2 separate regions of the Bicyclus anynana genome follow, and region 2 is linked to region 1. A link is a contact called in public Hi-C data. All regions are on one chromosome and are shown on one strand. The core of a region is the stretch at or near the end of the contact, and the rest is flanking DNA. Distances in the headings are between cores, read along the strand shown.

The links. Hi-C and Micro-C count contacts between places; a contact is called where the count stands out from the background.
Region 2: a Hi-C map of whole body shows a contact between it and region 1, with 4 times the contacts expected there. The contact joins two enhancer-like sites. A contact is called at or near these places in 2 of 2 Hi-C or Micro-C datasets (whole body and whole larva).

What each region holds. Positions count from the first base shown.
Region 1 is chr9:5,334,859-5,342,041 of ilBicAnyn1.1, reverse strand. LOC112058335 (cadherin-86C) reads right to left here. Exons shown (of 15, transcript XM_052883349.1): 15 at 4,764-7,183. The coding sequence ends at 5,294. Among protein-coding and RNA genes, the nearest start is that of LOC112058341, 77 kb to the left of the region's middle. Within about 2 kb of position 3,276, at least 8 of the 8 cell types and tissues checked have open chromatin away from gene starts, as enhancers often do.
Region 2 is chr9:5,425,040-5,432,222 of ilBicAnyn1.1, reverse strand. It overlaps LOC112058341, which reads right to left. Exons shown (of 2, transcript XM_024099101.2): 2 at 7,030-7,183. The coding sequence ends at 7,147. Among protein-coding and RNA genes, the nearest start is that of LOC112058319, 7.5 kb to the left of the region's middle. Within about 2 kb of position 4,757, at least 8 of the 8 cell types and tissues checked have open chromatin away from gene starts, as enhancers often do.

The DNA.
Region 1 (7,183 bases), core at 2,027-4,526:
GCTCATGCGAATGATTGAGCTCTCGCGATGAAACAATGTTCAACTTTATAATATCGTCAATCTTGATTGCTAATCTTGAAAGAATTTCCTTTTACAGGCTTTACTATACGTATAACTGAAGAGATTGTCTGTGAAATGTCAATTTTGTAAAAGCCTGTCCAAAAAAAGAATACCTACCAATTTTGGCAATACTATCAGTTTGAGTCTAAAAAACTAGTTTCGAACCCATACGGGACCCTTACTCATGAGCTGGTTCTTGCAACGCAGCGAGTGCCAAACAGCGAGCGGCGCGTGCTGTCGCATGCAATGAATATATTTTTCACTACTCTTGCTCAAAAACACTGTCATATTACCACTCCACAGCGGGGCTAAACAAGCATATTAGCCTCTAGGGGCTAAAGTAATTTTGTTTTTTTAATTCTTGTCTGTTACGAGTACTAGCCAAGTACTAGCCTACTATAAAAAGAAGGAGGTTTTATTCGAAAATAGAATCATTATAGGTAAGGCCCTGATTGATTTGAAAAATAAATAAAAAACTTTAAATTGGAATGAAATGCAGCGTTCTTGTCTGTGGAATGCGTTTATTTTTTATTTAATTTTTATTAAGTTGCGAATAGAGCGAGATTTGAAGACATGGGACATCCTTTACGGTGTAATACCTTTGCCTTTTTCTCATGTGAAAAAAATAAAATTAAAAAGCGAGAATTTAAAAAACAATTGGCGTGAATAATACACAGTTGATTATTTCCGAAATTCATTGTAAATTTGTGACCGTAACTTACATATTTTTCAACAATAATTGTTATTGTTGTCTTCGTCTAGTGAGAATGGTGATCCTAATTTGGAGATGAATGAAATTTTCAATCTGTTACCATCAAAGTCGAGACGCATTTACTTAAATACTTACCTACGATACCTACGAAAAATTTTATAAGTGAAGAAAACAACAACGGATGGATTCACTTACGAAAGGAGTTTTTTAAACTATTATCTCCCACGTTTACCTCATATATTCATTATTCATCTTCAAAAAAGTCGGAAATTATGTTACCGGGTAAAAGCATCTCCCTTAATATCCAAAATTGTAGACTTTGTACATTTAATTTTCAATTAAAATAAATCATTGAATATTGTACTAAACTATTTTATTTTCTCGCAATCGTAGTGAAAAGCAGAGTGTAACACGTGGGGCTAAACCCATTATAAACTCGGTTTCTATTTAGGCGGCCCTCGCCTTCGTCTCGGGCCCTAAAAATACCTCGTATATAATGGGTCTTTTTAGCCCCTTGTATAACAATCTACTATATTTCTTTCACTAGCAAAAGATGTTATATAATATACTATGTACAATGTACTTACATCAATTTTTTAACCGACTTCAAAAAGGAGGAGGTTCTCAATTCGGTAAAAAGCAGCATATGTTTTAATCTAGAGAATTTTCTATCTTTGTTTTGAATTTCAGCTAAATCGGTTAAGTAGTTGCGGCGCTAAAGAGTAACAAATATCCATACAAACTTCGTTTAAACTATTAGTAGGATAGGATGGCACTAGAGGATAGCGTTGCTTCCCAACAGTGAAAGCTTTTTTCAAATTGCTTCAGTAATTTCAGAGCCTATCGAACGCAAACAAACAATCAAATTTTTTTTGCTCTATAGAATATTAATCTAAAATATAGATAATTCTTTATACTCGTAGAAGCTGACCTTCAGAGCCATCTAGCGTAACATATAACAAAAAAGGTTTACAGAATATCAAAATAATAAAAAACTTTATATCTACTCTAAATAACTATGACAACAGACAGTCCAGTTTTAATGTCTTTATTTAAGCTTTATTTATTTTTGCGTCTACGATATTTGTTGTCATATGCAATGTTTAGAATAATTGTTATAAAGTAAATTATAATCGCATTAGAAGCGCCATCTATCTACAAATAGCTCAATAATGCAAAATGCCTGCACGAGATAGCATCTTAATATATTATGTAGTCCTAGTACAGTAGTCTCGAACCTACCGATTTTTCGGTATTTCTACCGACCGGATTGCAAAACAAGCACAGACAGCCGCCAAGCCTTTCTTAGCAAAAAAGAACACAATCGGCTATACTTATAGCCGATTGTGTTGTGTTAGTAAGTTCGATCTTCCTTGGAACACATTCTAAAGCAAACAGTTACTGAACTGTCCAGGCCATCCATATATCACTTATAGGATAGGATTTATAAGATTTGGATGCAGGTTAGCGGGATCAGCGATATTTTTCCTCTCTGACACGATAATTATCGTCTATCGCAATGTTAGCGATACTGACCGGGAGGGAACAGCAGTCGGCATATCGAGTTCTCGGGGTCTTAATAAATACCAAATTTTTAACTCCGGGCAGCAGCTACTGATAAATTATTGTTTTTAAGCAAACCAAATAAATAATAAATATTTCATATACGCTCATAAAAAAAAAAAAAACATACATACAGCCGAACGTAGAACCTCCTCCTTTTTGGAAGTCGGTTAATAAATGAATCTCGTCGTAATAGATAAGTCGATAACACGCTGATCTTTGTACCTGCACATTACCGCTCTGTAAAATATCAACTTTGTAGCAATAACTCAATAGATCGCCGCTCTAGCTCATTGGTAATGAACCGTTGACATAGGTGAAATTGGAGGCTTTGCAAAACCTCCTAATAGTCGTAGCTTGTTTGTCGGTTTTTTACCGGATATAGGTACTTACTTTGGTAAGTGTGACATATTCCTCCTTCTCCTTTCTTACCACAGAACGGTAAGACGCCGCGAACGGTGACATTCTTACAATACGGATCCAGGCAACTTGTACAAAACGATTTGTATCCACATTTCTAAATCGCACAGCCTGCAATAATTTGGAATGCCCTGAAGGGGTTTTCGTTTCGTAACGTTTATTTATAGTCTACATCTAATTAAAAGCAAAAAAATAATAATTAGGATACATTAGATTTATAATTAAGTTGTAAAATATAAATATAAAATATAAATTAAAACTCAAAAGTATAGACTTAACCACAGTTCCACCTCACCACAGGGAGGCACTTAAGTTCATCTTCTTAATATTTCATATAATAATTGATAAGCCGTTTTTCACCAAAAACAAACTAAAACAATTTGAGTTTAATCATATAAAAATCAGAAACAAAAGAATGTCATAACAATTAAACTATATTTATTTTTACGTGCAACCGTATCTTTATTAAAGTGACTGTCTAGCTCCTAATATGTTATAAGATCCTGGTATCTGTTGTCGACAATTGCGATCATGGAATCGAGAGATCCAGTGATCGTCACCTCACTCTCGGCATCGGTAGCCAGCCAAATTTCACTTTCAACTCTCTTTCTACATACGGTAACGCTTCGAAAACTAAAAAATGTACGGGGATCACATAAGTTATCGATAGCTCACGTGATCAATCTATCAATTTCAGTCATTCCCATTACAGTTATTAGTTTACCCATACAGTTTTTGAAGGGCTTACGTAGAAAGAGAAATATTATTGCCAACTCTTGTAATTTGGCTACGAAGAGACTGATTAAGCGGCGTTTAGGCACTATTAACTGGTACTATATATTTTAAAATGAATACTTTCTATTTTGTATGGATGAGAGTTATACACCGTCAAAACAGATAGAAAAGCTAACAAACGCCACCTATCAGCAAGTAGGACAACTATGATATTAGCGTTACTGTTGTGCAATTTTTCGCTATACATCTCCTAATTTATTCTACAGTCTTATTACCTATTGACGCCATAAGCCGTCAATGGGAGGTTGTTGAATCCGGACCCGACATTCTCGCGTGTGGCATCGGCCACAATTTTCCAAACTATGTGTGATGGACAATAATTGTGTAGCCGCCATAATTTGCCAGATGACGTACCTAATGCTTTTTCATTGTCTTCCACTCTCACTTCATTAGTTTCTCTGATGAAGATGAGGACAGTTTTATTACAATCATAGCATAGGTACTTCTTACTGTATTTTTAAACTTTGTGTGCATATCGCGTAGGTCTGAGAATCGGGCCAACATCTATTTTTCACATCTCCAAGTGGAAGGGTGGTCCACCCCAAATTTTTTAAATTCCTAAAGCAGGGAAATAATAAGGCAGACAATTTTTCCAGGTCAGCCAGTTTCTTTGTAAATCAGTTTTTATTTTTTTTGTTCAATTCACCATTGACAATATAAGCCACAACTTGATTTATAATAATTAAAAAAAAAAATACAACCGACTACAAAAAAATAACACTATGATATTTTCTACCTATTGATCACTTTGAAGGAGGTGCCTTAGACTGTGAACCCATACTTCTCTATTTAAACGAGTACTAACTCTACACGAGTGAAAGTAACAAAAAAAAATAAAGCCCCGTTATATGTTAATGTGATATATTTCATCCTCGTATTCTCACGGAAACGGGAACTACGCGCGTGAAACTGCGAGGCGTCGGCTAGTGATGAATTTATCACCCCTATTTTCCACCCTTAGGGTAGAAATAGGGTAACTAATAAAAAATTCCTCATTTATACTTGAGATAATCCATTCACTCACGTACCTACTCACCTGTACCGCTCAGAAATTACGGCATAGTGCCCAGAGTTATTTTCTGATATAGGAATAGCCTTATAAGCGTTATTCAAGCGAGGCGAGCGATTTTTTCGAGGGCTTACAGTCTATTTTTCTTTTTATGATATATCCTACATAGCAGCTTATCACTTTGCAGAAATAAAACAAAACATGAAAAGTATGATATAACTTTATATTTTATAACAAATATAGAATTGCATACTGAGACAGTACGGCAGTTGTGAATAAATGAATAGTTATGTACAATAGATTTATTAAAGCTACAATTAAATACATAATACGAATTAAAAATAATTTTTATTTACAATATAATGTCACTTAAATTTAATCAAGTTTAAAGTACCTACAGAACAGTCATTTAAATAAAGGCAGTTGATTTGTATCGTTCCTAATTTAGGTAAAGAAGATTTATAATCCCTTCCATCAATAAAACTGTCTCTAATCGATTTTTTGAAGAAATTAACAGCATATTTTTTATTAAATATTTGTAATGTTATTGTAATTTTAATTTCATCAAAACTTCGATGAGAGAGAAAGTCTTTGCCAGATCGGGAGTACCTACTAAAATTATTTACAATATCATTATTAATAATAAATAGGACGGAACACAGTTTACAAAACGCATAAAAAATAACATCTATAAGGCACTCTTGTTTTTGTTGGAATACTGATATTGATAATAATTATAACTTTTCGCACGACGTAGAACTGCTGTCAGGCCTGAGTTGTTTAGTTTGAACGTCATCATAAGCAATTGTAAATACACTCTTTTTTTCTGTAATTGGTAAACGCTTTATATTACCCGTTTGCTGAACCAGCGTGCTCATAGCTATTCCAGAATCGTCATCGTCTACTTTTGATGCTAGTATTCTTTGACCCGTACCAGCATCTCCACCGATATTTATCTTAGAAACATGAACTTCCGATCTTTTGTCATCCTCGTAATTTGTTGAAATTGATATACTATGGGTTAGGGCGCTTTCAGAAACATCTTTATGCTTTCCTTTTTTATTGTTGACGTCATCTTGGTTAACATAAATAGGTTGTTGTTCTAATGACTGTCTTTGCGGTAAGGTTGGAACATTGGGCGGTGCACCCAAGTATTTTGGTATATGAGTTGGTTTAATGTAACAAAGAGGATTTTGATTTTCATATTGATGTTCGTACCTATGCTCAGAGTGTTGCAATAAAGGGTGCACATCAGGTAACGGTCCTTCAGGAACTGGCGTGACTCTACCTTCTTTCAACAATCGAGGGTGTATAAAATCACTTTCTTTTTCTTTGAAGTTTTTTTTTACCTCATTTCCTTGACTTTCTTTGCTGATTATTTTTCCATATCGACCACTTTTTTCTTTAATATCTTGTTCATTTTTCGTTTTTGAAGGTCTTTTTGGTTTATCTGGTATTACTTTATCGGAAGAAGAGGGTTTTACGGTTACACTCGATTTTTTCCCATACCATTGCATATATCTAGGTAAACTTTTTTGTGCTGGTTTGGTCGTTTGTGATAGTTTTTCGATTTCCATATCTTTTTTTCTACTATCTTTACTAGCCTCCGACTTAAATTCTGCGGGCAGTTCTGGTTCATCCAAATCAGTAGTTTGTACCCTATTATCTGGTTTATCCAAAATACGTTCACGTTCTTCTGTGGAAGATCCTTGGCGTGAGAATATCAAATTACGTCGATCTCTACTGGCTGAACTACTTGTACTTTTGCTACTTTCTTGTTCATAAGTTTCTTTGGATATTCCTTCATTAAGAGCTGGTAACTGTTTTCCTGTTGTCTTTTTTATTTTTTCATCAAGTGAATCGGAAATTTCCATTAGCACTTCTCTTCGTGATTTTAATTTTCTGTCGGAATCAGATGCCTTAATTTGCGTCGAACTGACAATTTCATTTTTTGAAGTCGTAATGGTACTTTTAGTCACATCGCCGTAATGTTTAACTCGTTCTTCTCTCTCGTTTATTTTACTGACTTTAACAGTTTTTTCACTTTCCAAGGAAGGTGAATGGTCACTTTCTTCAATTATAGGAGTTTTTATTTTTCTTTTTAACTCATAAACACGAATACTGCGCCGTGGGTCTTTGTATTTAACTTTTTTCTTGGGTTTCTTTTTCTTTATCCACGTTACTTTTTTTGAATTATCTGAAGTAATCTGAGACTCATCTTCACTATATGAGTCGTTATCACTTCGAGATTTTCTTATAACCTCCTTGAGTATGAGAGGTTCTGTCTGTGTACCAATATGGCATTCAGTTTGTGTTGCCATGACAGAATGTCCTGGTAAACTCTGAGTTTCTAACTTACTTTCACCTTGAGATGCAGTTTCTTGGTTTTGTAACATTCTCTCTCTTTCAATAAGTATTTGATGAAGAAGTTCATTTTGTTTTCTTAACGATGATTCAAGGAGTTCTTGATGAATTGAAGATTTGTTTTGCATTTCTAGTAAAGCTGATTGTAAATAATCGGATTTTAAGGGTACAGTGCCTGGAACTTCAGGTTGAAAATTAGAATACTCGTGCATTTGATTTTGATGATCTACACCTGTACGTGATCGTTGAACAACACTTTT
Region 2 (7,183 bases), core at 3,508-6,007, 89 kb before region 1:
TTTACACTAACCTTTAAAACTTTGAAAATTGGCTTAAATTTCAAGCTGTTATGTATTTCTTTTTTGTTTTGGATATATACCCTTGATTTTATTTTATCGGAATAAAAAGTTCCCTCCGTTTATGCTCCAAGGTCCAATTTATCTCTAACCAAAAATGATCATATCGGCTCAGCAATTTAGCTATGAAATGTTAATAGATAGACAGGCGAACTTTTGTACATAAAAAATTTGAATAAATGATTGATTGTAGATTTTTATTCTATTTACAACAATTACGTTGTCCTCTTCAAAGTATATACAATACAATACGATGCACTTGTACCACCGCTTTTTCCAATCTTTAAAGCACTTCTCAAATGCACTTTTTGGTATAGCCTTAAGCTCGTCTAGCGTTGCAGTTTTTTTTGGTATCTTAATATATAAATGCAAAGACGAAATTTGGCAGGGAAGTAGTTTACAAATAGTAGAGTTCCGCTAAGAATGGATTTTCAAGAGGGCCGGATTAAGGAGGTCCAAGAGAGCGAACGAAGTGGCGGGCGTCCGCTAGTTTATGATAAGTCCAGTTATGATCCTTTTGAGCAAATCAGTATCATCACTGACGTCATTCAAGAGCTCCTGAGCGATGCTCATGCGACGGATCAAAATTCAGAAGTTGCGGAACAAACCAACCGAAAATTGCATGACACGAACGTATTGTTATGCCACCATCGTCAGCAACTTCTCTTATCGTAATTCGACGATTTTCAAAATTAACTTTTTTTACAATTTCGACGATATCTTTTGTTGATGACGTGCTAGGGGCGACCAGACGAAGGTTCGTCGTTGGTATCTTCTCGACCAACTTGGAAAAGTTTATACCACTCGTTATTTTCTTTTTTACTTAGAGCAGACTCGCCATACGACATTGTCAACATTTGTAAAGTTTTAGATCACTTGATTCGATTCTTCACACAAAATTTGATTGAAATTCTGTGTATCAACACAATCGATAATCGAATGTACGTTGCTCGTGAAAATTGGAAAATCACCGTACTTTTTAAACATACCTCGTATACATATAATAGGCCAATACATTAACGTAATAATGGGTTTGTGTAAGTCTTTGTTTCCCAAGAATGCTGTTTAGTCATAAAACTTAAATAGGTCGTGCCTCATGTTGGTTCAAGGCAGTGGTTACAGGAATAGCCCTGTGAGTGAGACTTTAAAAATAGACACCACAGTATTGCTTGTCGTGTGTTTACCCCATTCTCGGCACGTCAGTTACTGCTTCGATATAAACATTTTGAATAAGGAAAGCCAAATTCAATGTAAACAACTGTGCACATTGTAAACATAGTTCTGGTCCTCATTTAGAACTTTATTACATACAAAATAAATCAAAGAAGTAGGTAGGCCAGAAACCAATAAAAAGATCAGATTGAAGCCAAGTACCAGTATTATCAAAACTACGAGTATCAGTATTATAAGAGTAGACAAATTATCAGAAACAGGGTGATGCGTAAACAGTAAAAAAAACTGATAAAAGGCGCGGATGGATCTGATATCGGAAATTTTTGGGACATAATATACATAGTCATAATAGTTGGGGTGCTGCAACACAAGCAATTTAGTTAATCATATTCCAGGGTTATATGATTCAGGGCAGGGTTTATCACCACGCATTGACCTCTTATAATAAAAGGACGCACAATCATGTAGAAAATTTCACTTAAAAACTGGCCAATTTTGCTTTAACAGTTTTAGAATTATTGGTAAAGAAAATTATAACTAAAGGCCTTTAAATATAGTCCAATATCCAATAAAATCCCAAATTGAGAGCAAATTCAACCTTGAGTTTAAGGTTGAATTTGCAAATGCGACTACTTGAATTGAGTGCCAAGAAGTTGTGTTTGGCACTCATTGAGTGAGGACGCTTTTTAGTCACTGATTTTGAATCCATTTTTAATAGGACATCGATGTCTTCATTGTAAAAAGATAACATCAGTGTAACGTTGCGATCGCATCACTTCGTTACGCTGATGGAATCGTATCATCCTGTGTATAGAGTTTTATATATACCTAGCGGACGCCCGCGACTTCGTCCACGTGAATTTCTATTTTTCACATAACCCGCGGGAACCATTTTTTTGATAAAAGGTAGCTTGTTAATAGTTAGCTGTTGTGTTAACTATAAGCACTTGAGAAAAAAAAGTTTTCCTGAAATCACAGACACACACTTCAATTTTGTTTATATGTGTTGATAATGATATTGGTGTCGTGTCACCAAATCATGGTGATACGGCGATTTTATCTCCGAAATACTCTCAACTTGTGAAAAATCACTTTCATACATAAAATTAACACCCTACCACTCCCTTAAATTCGCCTATTCCTTAGTCCTTTTTTGCTGGTTGCTTGTATGTTTTTATTGGTAAATCCTGTTATAGATCTAGATAAGAAAAAAATCGCCATAGACAGGTGTATTTTGCTCTAAGTCGTGTCAAAACCTTGGAAGGAACATCGCTGTCTAATTTAAATTCAAACAAAGTATTGTGTAGGCCTCACCACGAAGCGAGGGATATTGCACCAGATGACGCGATTACGCAACTTAAATTCTATAACAAACTGCATCAGCATGACTAGTAGATAGTGATTGTTCTATGTAAAACTTCTGTCTTAATAAGCTATTATTTTTGTTCGAACTTAACATTTTGGCGTACTTATTGAACCGTACTAAGTAAGCCCAGCAAAATGTAGCCACCGTAAGCCGTTATGAAGTTCCCTTAATTATTGTCCTTCGCCATCATCACTAGACCTCAATATCAGTCACAATGCATCTAGGTGGAAATTTCTCATCAGTACAAATTTATTAGCCTCAAACTCAAGCTAGCTACTGTGAACCGTCGAAGAGTTCCCTTGACTGTCCTTCGTCTTCAACCCCTAATGCAGACACCCCATTGATGTGGAAAGTTCTCATCAATACAAATGTATTTGACGGCCTCCGTGGCGCAGTGGTATGTGCGGTGGATTTACAAAACGGAGGTCCTGGGTTCGATCCCCGGCTGGGCCAATTAAGATTTTTTTAATTGGTCCAGGTCTGGCTGGTGGTGGCTTCGGCCGTGGCTAGTTACCACCCTACCGGCAAATACGTACCTCCAAGCGATTTGAAGTTCCGGTACGATGCCGTGTAGAAACCGAAAGGTATGTGGATTTTTATTCTCCTCCTAACAAGTTAGCCCGCTTCCATCTTAGACTGCATCATTACTTACAGGTGAGATTGTAGTTAAGGGCTAACATTAACAAAAAAAAAAATCAAGCCCAAACACAAGGTGCCTACTGTGAACTGATGAGGAGTAACCTTAACTGTCCTTTGTCTTCATCGCCAGACCTCCAATGCAGTCACAACCCATCTAGGTGGAAAGTCCTCATCAATACAAATTAATTAAGCCTAAACAAAATAATTTCGGTAAATCGTTGATGAGTGCCATCAAACGCACTAGCGCCACTTGCCGTCTCTACAATTTTTGAAAGATTTTTCCGAATTCTCCAGGATGCCATGAAAAAACTGACACAAAGTATACCTTTTCAAAAAAAAAAAATTAAAATCGATCCCCAAATGACGGAAATATCGCGGACATACATACAGCCGAACGTAGAACATCCTCCTTTTTGGAAGTTGGTTAAAAACAGTAAGATTCGTATCATAGAAATATAAGATAAAAGATAAGATAAATATACTTTATTTGCACACCACAAAGACAAAAACAAGTGAAATAAAAAACAAATTAGAAAGAGATCAGCATACAAAAGGCGGCCTTATCGCTAAGTAGCGATTTCTTCCAGGCAACCTTCGGTTTAGGAAAACTTAAGGACATCAGCAGGTGGCGTAAAACAAAAATAACCATAGTATTAGTAATACAAATAATTTACATCCTAATACATAAACAATATTACACAAATACCTACAATAATGAATAAAATACATATCAAAATATACTAATAAATACCTTATATTGAAAAGAAATAATATATACAGATCGTCTTTACTGCACCAGATAATGAGACTTTACGGCATTTTTAAAAATGTCCAGTGTCTTTGATTGCCGTATGTTTAATATAGTGATGTCCTGGAAAATGAAATTGTACGATATTTTGCTTCGACCTTTAACAACTCGCCTATAAGCACGTAAATGTTATAGCACGAAATCACGTTTCCCCAATCTCAAGTTTTTGTGTACAAGATCAAGAGGGCGCCCTTCCAATACCATTGACAACAAACGGCAAAAGGACATCAATCCTCCATTATTTACAAGAGGTCAATGATTATAATTATTAGCCGTATTCGTGTTCCACTTTTGAAGAAAATAAAACAATGAAATAAAAGCAAAACTATCAAATAAATATGGAACTGTGTATTTCTTATGAAATATATAAATTGCTTTATATAAATAAATAAATTAGTCATAAAATCGAATAATCTGAACGTAAGTATCGTCGTATCGACTATTATGACCCTTCAAGTTACACAACCCTAGCAAAATCGATACTTCTAATTCATTAACAATTATTTATTTAATTGTTACAATAATATATTATCTTAAATTTACTTAATCGATTAAAGTAAAAAAAAAACACAAAAAACCCCATAATTATGTTTTCGGCTTCCATTTGCTCAACGAATGAGGAATGGAATGAAGAAGGCACTTCATGAATGTCTACGGAACGTTAGGAACGTGGGCGTTGCCAGTGGAGAATCTGGAGCAGGCAGTTACAATCGCCATGTAACAGGATTGCATAAACTGCAAAGAGCATAGACGATTTAGGTCAGCGCCATCTATTGTGTAGCGCAAAGAAACTTCTCATTTTTAATATGAACCCAATCACCGAACAGACAGTCGCGATAAGTGTTTTATAGCTATTTCATACAAGATGGCGCTCTACGCGAATTTCTTCTTTTCTATAAAAGTAAAGAAAATAGTTAATTCCGTCAAGTAAGCGTGACCATATGGCCCAATAGCTTATAACAATTTGGTTTATTTTCGAGGTGTTAAGAGATTCGATTCCCGACACCTTCAAGTACAAATCTTCATATTGTAAGTACTTACTTAATTTGTTCTAACACTTCTGATCCACCAAGGCGATTCGCGCTGATGATGGTTTGATGAAGGTGAATTTTTGGTGCGATCACAGGCAAAATATCAACTTAGGGTTTAAAGAAATATTATACATATTTACGTGTGCCAGGCAGGTAAAGCGCCATCTGTTTATGGGCACATACAAAACGTTTTGATTCCTTTTTCTTATCGGCCATCTCATTTCTATTCATTCATCTCTCAGTCTAGGTAGGTACCTATGTCCTTGCATATTTCTTATTATATCTACTGTGATATTTTGATAGTTATCTACAATTTGGTCTATCTTCAAATCACGAGGTCCAGGGTTCGTGTTCTAGTTTGGTTTATAATATTGAGCTTTTCTTTCTTTTAGAAATTCTCAGTAAAAATGTTCAGCTCGGAGTTGGGAACTCTACAACTAATAGTGACTAAATCAAACAAAACCTTTAACTCGCCATATTAGAGCACCACAGTGGGTCTAAGCTAATAAACTCCACATCCTCTCTCGAGAAGGGAGAACTCTTTAGAGGTACTGGGTTCGATTCCCTGCTCAGGCAGTTTAGGATTTTATATATTTTTAAATTGTCTGTGGTTTGGTCTGCAGGCGAATTCACTAACGTCAACATATGTTACTTGACTTATACGAAATTTAGATTTTTGGACTCGTAACAAATGACATTCGGTCCCTACTGATAACCGTCCGGTAGATGACATTTCTCAGTTGATTTGATGTTTATTTTAATAGGTTGTTATTATAGGTCAAATTAGTGAATAGGCCAGCTTGTGGTAGGCATCGCTCGTGGCAAAACTAAGTTGTCATTGAATATAAAAAAGTCTGTCTGGTCTGGGCCCATAGTAGGTTGTTAACTTGCTATACGACGGGTTGATAATGATGATTTTCTACAATGTATTTTTATCTACAATATGGGTATCCATAAGTGAAGCGTCAATAGGCACTTTCCATCTAGGTGTGAATGCAAAACAAACAAACCACAAATCTATGTCTATGACATTTATTACCACTTGAAATGTATTACCTAATTAAGTAATTATTTATTTTACTTATAAATATTTACATTAAAGAATAGTTACATAACTAAATAAACTTTTTATTTAACGTCTTTGGTGGGTAAGTGTTCATAACATTAATTGATAATACAGTTTTTGATTATTTTCGTTCACACAAAAAATAAAAAAATAAATTATTGTCTATTATATACACGAGATGGCGTACCGAAGTGGATTTAGTTACTATCAGAAACAATATTATGTATGTTGTGTCCTACAATATTAATTACATTATAATAAATATTACCTGTTGCTTATTTAATGCATTTTTATATTAAGAAGCTTATTGCTTGAAACACGTATTGTGATATTTACAGTATTTATCTTTAGATACGTAAGTTATCTACTATTATATCGGTAACATTGTAATTTTAATCATATAGTTATTTACATAAAACACAGAGTTTTATATTTTGTTCATGACAAAAGCAGTTACGCAAAAGTGACACGCTTTGCACGGCGTTTACCTATGTGATTATAGCAAAAAGTTTAGATTTAGAAAAATCATAGATTTAGAAAAAAACAACAAATCAGAACAATCACAATTCACGATTTAAATAATCGTGAATTGTGATTGTTTTTATCGTAATGTAGTTAATCGTGTTGAAAGTTAAAAGAAGATGAGAAGTCATCAGATTTGTCTAATCTCTATGTAAAAAAATAATGAAAAAAATATAGCAAAAGACTTTGACACAGATAGACAATTAAATAGGTATCTACTTATTATATGAATATTTACAACGATTTATATATAAAATAGCTCTACAAGTAACATGAATGCATTCAAAATAAGAAAGATTTGTTTATAAACAATGATCATGTTAATGATAGCGTATTTTACTGTATAACATATTCGCAATAACCTTGACTAGAGAAAAGCACTGTATTTTTAATACTGTCCGACGCTAAAACACGACAAAATTTGGAAAATATTTTCACAATATCACATTAAGATATACATTAAACTTCAATACAATGCAGCTTTTTACACTAGATCATCATAGCTTTCGTTGAAACTTTGA